Linked DNA regions of Sus scrofa: region 1 is linked to region 2. Evidence: chromatin contacts called from public Hi-C data. All regions are on one chromosome and are shown on one strand. The core of a region is the stretch at or near the end of the contact, and the rest is flanking DNA. Distances in the headings are between cores, read along the strand shown. Region 1 has its middle 51 kb from the start of ACAA2. Region 2 has its middle 59 kb from the start of LIPG.

What was found. A called contact is a pair of places that touch in the nucleus more often than the background predicts.
Region 1: a Hi-C map of liver shows a contact between it and region 2, with 6 times the contacts expected there. The contact joins two enhancer-like sites. A contact is called at or near these places in 1 of 5 promoter capture datasets (liver), 8 of 47 Hi-C or Micro-C datasets (embryonic fibroblasts, heart right ventricle, liver and 1 more) and 1 of 2 datasets of contacts at active chromatin or transcription factors (skeletal muscle).

The regions. Positions count from the first base shown.
Region 1 is chr1:99,257,764-99,261,506 of Sscrofa11.1, forward strand. No RefSeq gene overlaps it. Among named protein-coding and RNA genes, the nearest start is that of ACAA2, 51 kb to the right of the region's middle. Within about 2 kb of position 1,473, at least 12 of the 83 cell types and tissues checked have an H3K27ac peak or open chromatin away from gene starts, as enhancers often do. A contact at or near this core is called in liver, where this site is marked.
Region 2 is chr1:99,139,016-99,142,961 of Sscrofa11.1, forward strand. No RefSeq gene overlaps it. Among named protein-coding and RNA genes, the nearest start is that of LIPG, 59 kb to the left of the region's middle. Within about 2 kb of position 1,911, at least 25 of the 83 cell types and tissues checked have an H3K27ac peak or open chromatin away from gene starts, as enhancers often do. A contact at or near this core is called in liver, where this site is marked.

The DNA.
Region 1 (3,743 bases), core at 223-2,722, 120 kb after region 2:
ACTTCCGTATTTGAAAAATGGGGTAATCTTAGAATCTACTTCATATGAATTAAATGGGGTAATCTTAGAATCTACTTCATACAACACATTGCTGGAATGTTTATTTATTTATTTATTTATTTATTTTAGGGCTGCACACACAGCATATGGAAGTTCCCAGGCTAGGGGTTGAATCAGAGCTGTAGCTGTCGGCCTAGGCCACAGCCACAGCAAACACAGGATCCTTAACCCACTGAGCAAGGCCAGGGATTGAACCTGCGCCCACTTGGATACTAGTCAGGCTTGTTACTGCTGAGCCACAACAGAACTCCAGCTGGCATTTCTAAAGTGTTGATTGCTAGTGCTGTGGTTATGACTGTCGTTATCAACATTATTATGGAGCTGTTCCTCTCCCCTGACTTCAACATGAAAAACTTCAGGAGTTCATTCTGATTGGCCCAGCTTGAGTCATGTGCTCACTCCTGTGGTCAAGGGGGTGGGGAATCATGATGGGTGGCTCCACTGGATACAAATGGATGGTTGGATGTGGGGTGTTGGTGCCTGAATGAAGGAAAGTCTGCTTCTGGAAGAAGGAAGGGTGGGATAATGGGGACTAACAGGAGGTGTCCCCTCCAGGGAATGAGGTCAGTGGATAAAGAAAGGGACTGGAATCTTCACTACCTGTTCCTCTCATTTTGACAGCTGCATACTTTCATACATTCTGCTTAAGTGAATTTGACATGAGGATTTCCTAAAGGCAGGGATCTGGTGTCTGCAGAATCTATTATAGGTCCTATTTGATGACTTAGGTGCCACATGGAGAGGCAGCAGGACCCAGGGTGGCCAGTTGTCAAGGTTGGCTGGCTGGGCAGAGTGCACAGCCAACATCATAGGGTGCCATGTGCTTCTTCTTCTTCTTCATTTTTTTTTTTTTTTTTTTTTTTTTTTTTGCTTTTTAGGGCTGCACCTTTGGCATATGGAGGTTCCCAGGCTAGGGGTCTAATCAGAGCTATAGCGGCCGACCTATGTCACAGCCATAGCAACACCATATTGGAGCCGCATCTGTGACCTACACCACAGCTCACAGCAATGCCAGATCCTTAACCCACTGAGTGAGGCCAGGGTTCGAACGTGCAACCTCATGTTCCTAGTCCTATTTGTTAACCACTGAGCCACGATGGGAACTCCTGCCATGTGCTTCTTAAGCAATTTCTTCAGGCTTTGGCCCACAGTGCCACTCTTCTTCCCAGCACCCACAGAAAAGTCCATGGTCCTCTGGGAGGGATCAGCTGTGCAGGTCTGACGCTGAACCTGTCTTATCCGTGAAAGTGGCACAGTGGAGAGGCCAGTTTCATGCTGTTTCTATTCTAATAATGATTGCACCACCTCTGCTGGAATAAGGCCCATCTGTAGAGCTCTGGCTGACACACGGCATGTTTACTTTCCCTTCCCACCAATCTCAGTCCAGATGTGTATGATTTCACATCTCCGCAGACATCCACATTTACGCGCCACACCTTTGGACAAAGGTCAGATAACAATGGGCAGAGCAAACACCACTATAGCCCTCACCATGTGCCAGGCACTCTGATGCAGAAAGCAGGCACTGAGCCTTGCTGAGTTGGAGTCTGGTGTTTTTCATTCCTGTGGAAGATTTGAGACCCAAAGAGGGGAGATTGTGTGTTTAATATCTAGAAGCCAGGAGCTGAAGAGGAGTGGCTTTTATAGGCAGCTCACAGTAAAGAAGGGAACACAGCGAACAGCTCATTAGAGGGTGTTGTGATAGATGCTGCAAGAGGGAAAGGAGTCGACCCGTGGCTGCTCAGAAGAGGGAGGTGTTCATTTTGTCCCTGGGGAGAGAGCCAGCTGGGATGAGGGGATGGGCTGGAAGGTGTTGACACACTGAAGAAGGTCTGGGGTTTGAGTAGGATTCTACCACATGTTATGGGTTAAACTGTAAATTCATATATTGAAGTCCTCACCCTCAAGACCTCAGAATTTGACTGTATTAGGAGAAAAGGTCTTTCAAGAGTTAACTGGGAGTTTCTGCTCTGGCACAATGGGATTGGCAGCATCTTGGGAGCTCTGGGATATAGGTTTGATCCCTGGCCTGGCACAGTGGATTAAGGATTCAGCATTGCTGCTGAGATATGGCTTAGGTCATGCCTGTGGCTTGGATCTGATCCCTGGCCCAGGAACTCCGTATGCTATGGGGCGGCCAAAAATGAAAAAATAAACAAACAAATAAAAATAATAAAGACGAAACTGAATTGAAATGAGGTCATTAGGGTGGGCCCTGGTTCAATATAACTAGAGTACCAATAGGAAGAAGAAGGTAGAATGTGGACAAACACCAGGGAGATCCTGGAAGACACTGGGAGAAGATGGCTGTCTACATCAAGAGAAGAGGCTTCAGAAGAAACCCACCCTGCTGGCACTTTGACCTTGGGTTTCCAGCCTCAAGCACTGGGAGAAAATAAGTGTATTGTTTGGCCACCCCGTCAGCATTACTTTGCTGTGGCTGCCTAAGCAGATTAATGCAGAGGTTGAAGAGGATGAATCTGGTGGAGGGCTCAGTTCAAATATGGTCCCAGAGAGCAGAGACCCCACGGCTGCTTGGGGGCTCTGCAATGAGACTCAGGTAGTGGGACAGGGAGCCAGGGCTGGAACACCAAGGGGCTTGAGTCCCAGGAGGCAGGCATGTGATATAACTTGACTCATGTTCTAGCAAGTTGGAGGATGGATCAGTGGTGGGTGGGAAGGGGCAGCCTTCATTAAGGAGCACATTCCTGACATCCAGTCTGTCCTCAGCCGAGTTCATCTTTCAAACTGCCTTGGATTCCTTTTCTTTGTACCCCCTCTCCCCTCATGCAGCTCTGGGCCTATCAGCAGCACCTGAGTTGTCACCTCTCTACTCTGGCCCCAGGCTGGTCCCCAGGCTCCAGGTCCTCCTTGCCCAGCTTGGAGAAGGGCCTGGTTCTTGAGCTGGATAGCAGTATGGTTTTGCAACCACTCGGCACTGGGGCCCTGGAGCACTGTGAGGCTGGGGGCCGCTGCTTCTGAGTAAAAATGAATAGTAATGAAAGGAAAATTTTTACAGACTGTGGAAGCCAACTGGGAAGATAATCCCCAAAGTGCAGTTTTGAAATTGCTCTTAGCAGAAACACTGCTATTAGGGAAAAAAAAAAAAAAAAAAAAAAAGAAGTAATCCATCAGGGAGAAAACACACATTTGGGGTAGTAAATCTTCAGATGCTTGTTTCAAAATTCAGTATTGGGAGTTCCTGTTATGGCTCAGTGCTTAACGAACCCGACTAGCATCCATGAGGACACAAGTTTGACCCCTGGCCTCTCTCGGTGGGTTAAGAATCCATCATCGCCTTGAGCTGTGGTGTAGGTTGCAGAGGTGCATCGGATCTGGCATTGCTGTGCTGTGGCATAGGCCAGCGGCTATAGCTCTGATTGGACCCCTAGCCTGGGAACCTCCATATGCTGCAGGTGCGGCCCTAAAAAGACATAAATTCTGTATCATCATAAGTTTATTCTGAGTCTTGTGAAGTGGTCAATAACAGAAAGTCAATTTAAAGAAAGGACAGTGAGCTATGAAGACATTAAAATAGAAAAGACATTTGACTGGTCAGAGACAACTGGATCAATGGAACAGAATAGCAAGTCCAGAAACAAACTCACTTACATATGGGAATTTAATATATGCTGGGTTTCCTAAGAGGTCCTCAGTGTGCATGTATGCCCCGGGGCAGACTG
Region 2 (3,946 bases), core at 661-3,160:
CTGTCCCTTGTTCTGGCCCCATTTTGGCTCTTGCTAACCTGGGTGGAGGAGCAGATGTGGGCAGGTGGAATCTCCCTGGGGAAGAGGGAGTGGTAGGGGCACACTCTTTCGTGCCTCCCTTGGACACACAACCTCTTCCCTGCCTCCACTTAGCAGCCCTATTGTCTATGTCCTTCACATGCTCTCTGATTAGGATGGTCCAGCCTGGGTCCTTCCTGCACCTGCATGTTCTTAGCCCTGATGTGCATTAAAAGGAAATGAAGCTTCACAGGGGCACACTCTATGATCCCAAGGAGATAGGAGAGGGCAGAAAATCTGCTCCCAGCACTCACTCGTGCCCTGCACACTGCTGGGAGTCCAACTGCTCTAGCCACTGACTCCTCCTGGTAAAACATTCCTGGTTCTCCTGTGCCCTGGGAGGTCTGAAAACCAAGCTGCCACCAGCAGCTTCGTTGTGATGAAAGCCAATGGAAAGAAGAGTCCTCTCATGGGGAAGAATTCTGGGTGTATAAAGAAAATGTTGCCTTGATCAAAGCAATCCATATATTCATTCATTTGTCCTTTCATTCACTGATTCCAGGTAGATCTACTCAGTGCCAATTCTAGGTAACACATGGTCACCGGGAGCCTACCGACTTGTTGGGGAAATAAGGTTTGAAACCAAGCAAATCAGCATGGGACTGGGAGTTCTCATTGTGGCTCAGTGGTTAACGAATCTGCCTAGGAACCAGGAGATTGCAGGTTCAATCCCTGGCCTTGTTCAGTGGGTTAAGGATCTGGCGTTGCCATGAGCTGTGGTGTAGGTCGAAGACTCAGCTCTGATCCCATGTGGCTGTGGCATAGGCCAGTGGCTACAGCTCCAATTGGACCCCTAGCCTGGGAACCTCCCTATGCCATGGTGCGGCCCTAGAAAAGCCAAAAAAAAAAAAAAAAAAAAAAAATCAGCATGGAACTAAATGCCCCAGATATTTGGTTTGAATCATGAATTGAGGAGGGCAGAGAGAAAGGGTGGTAGGGTTGCAGGGGAGTGTAGGTACTTTATGGTGATCAGTGGTTTCCCAGGTCCTGGAAAGAAGGGCAGAATTAGACATACAGAAGGGAATATGCAAGGCCTTCCAGGAAGAAGTGAGAAAAAACACGGTGTTTTGCAGCAAGCAGTGGTTCCGGGGCAGTGGAGAGAGAGGTAGAAAATGAATGTTGGGGGTGTTCCCATGGTGAGGCAGCAGAAACGAATCTGACTAGTATCCATGAGGATGCGGGTTCCACCCCTGGCCTTGCTCAGTGGGTAAGGATCTGGCGTTGCCATGAGCTGTGGTTCAGGTCACAGACGAGGCTCGGATCCTGTGTCACTGTGGCTGTGGCGTAGGCCGGCAGCTCTTGCTCTGATTCAACCCCTAGCCTGGAAACTTTCATATGCTGCTAGTGCAGCCCTTAAAAGAGGAAAAAAAAAAAAAAAAAAAAAAAAGAAAAGAAAATGAATATTGGCTTCATGTTTCTTCTGTGGATGTAGCTGGCATGTGGGCCCACACTGGCTATCCCAGGCCAGGTCTGAGAATCACTTTGGTAACCAAGAATGCATCAGAGAAGCCCGTGGGGGCTACCCTTACCTCTTCCTATGCCCTGCAAGTGGGCTCAGCTGGAGCCAAAGGCTCATCCAGACCCCACTTATCTTGCTCCAGCAGCAGAGGTAGCAAAGAGGCTGGAGAGGCAAAGCTGCTTGATTTCCAAGGCCTTCTGATCCAGCCAGGTGGAAGGCAGCCAGGCAGGCAGCAGCTGGTGACAGCCTGTCTTACTGCCTTAGATGGCAGGCAGCTAACTCAAAGGAAAAACTGGCAGAAAGGGGGTGGCAAGTCAGGGGACATGGGCCAGTGGAATTCTGAACAAGGTCAAAGTCCAATCTGGTACAGGGCTTGATTACCAATTTAAATCTTGTCTTTTCTCCCAGGATAGCTGCCCGCCCTGCAGAAGAGGCCAGGGCTGCCGCAAGGGGAATTTGCATTTAAAGGTTCCAAGTGCCAGGCACCCTGAGAAGGGCTGTAGCCTGGCTTGTGCATTCATCCTAACACCAGGAGGCCACACATTGAATGCACTCCTATTTTGTCCTTATTTGGACACCTGATTGCCTGGGGGAGGGAAAGAGACCCCAAACTCTTCTTATGTCTTCCAGTCTTGGGAAAGATCCTGGAAAGGGCAGAGTGGGAGGCCCTGGGGTCTGGAAGCTGATGATCACAAGTTTTTCTTAACTGGGGCTGGAAGGAAGTCTAAGGGAGTGGCGGTCCTTGGGCAGGGGGGATGTTCATGGGGCTAAACTGGACTGTGGTTTGGGGAGAGATGTGGAAGGTGGCCGATAGAATGAGTCAGAAACCTAGGTGGCCATGAGGGTCCAGCAGGTGGATTCTACAGCAGTGGTGGGTTAATCACGTTGAAAAAAGGCTCCTCTTTTTACCTCTCTTCTTGAGGCAGTTGGTTCTCAATCCTTTTCTTCTTCTGGGGGGCTTTCGGGAATATTTATGCATGATTACTAGAGCCCCAGAAATTCTGCTATAGCAAATCCATAACTCCCCTCCCTCCCATCAAACCCACCACCTCTGAGGGAAAGGGATGGAAAAGCCCTCCTCACTTCCGCATGCTGCAAACCCCCTTGGGTGGGTTTTTCTGTGACCCTTTTACCGTTCAGTCAATAAACACTTATTGCATCCCTAGGTGTTGATGAAAACATAGGCACACAGTTTAGAGGGGAGGGTGCCTTGGTGTTTGCTTGCAGCTGGACAGAACTGTCCGTGAGAAGAGAGAACACATGATGCAGTACGTTCATGATGTCAGTGTTCTCAGGGACAATGACCTTCTAGGGAGATTTGCTTGTTGGCTGCCTCAGAGGCAAAGCCTGTCGAAATCCTTTGGCTGCGTGTTGGGCCAGAACATTAGGTCGGTGTTACCCAACATCTTGTGCCTGGGAGATCCACATGTGTGCATACACACATACATATACACAAGCACGCACACATGCTGGAAACACTCGAAGGTACATTCTGTCCTGCAGCCAAGTTGATGGCCGTCAGGCTTGGCTGGCCCAGACTCCATCTGAGCATTCCTGGGACTCAGGAATGAACCGAGGTTTTGCTGTGTGCCTCAGGACTCCCCTCCACCCCAGGGCCCCAGTTCAGATCAGGAATTCTCAGTAGCTGTGGGTTCCCATTGCTCTGCTCGGCAATGCGGAGGAGGGGGTGATGTGACAGACATCCTCTGCTGTCTGACTCAGGAACAAGGAAGGAGCAAGGAAGGCTGGAGCTCATCTCTTCAAAAGCATACAGGCTTCCAGGTTCCGGGTCATGCTGGGGAGGCTGAGAGTTCCCATGGGCTTGGGGAGAGGAGTTACTTTGGGTTGGGCTCTAGCTAAGTGGGCCACAGATGATCTTTGCTGGGACACATTCCCCAAATTAAAAACCCAAACTTACTCGGCCCCATCTACTGCTCACTTTGGCAGAAGCTTGGGGGGTGTGTCAGGGCCCCAGTTCAGATCAGGAATTCTCAGTAGCTGTGGGTTCCCATAGCCCATGGTCTCTGGGTACCACCCAGGACACTATCATCACATCCAGCTGTCCTGTCCAGCCTTGCCGGTCTCTTTTTTTTTCACTCGGACCTTCTTCTCAGACTGACCCCCTCTCTGCCCACCTCAGCCCCAGCTCACTTGGATGCTCCACAGGCCAGTGGTCCCAGGTGCCAATCGCACTGCAGGTGTGGGATTCCGGCTGCCTCCTTAGACACCTGTCATAGCCAACCAGCCCTTCGAGGTCCAGCTCTGGGAGGTGGAGATGATTTTCTGCATTTCCTAAGGATGACACTCTGTATTAGTCAGCTCTGTATCCCCAGGGCTTGGCCCGGATGAGGATGAAGCTCAATGAGATTTAGCTGAGGAAACAAGCACCTGGGTGGTCTCCATCAGGAG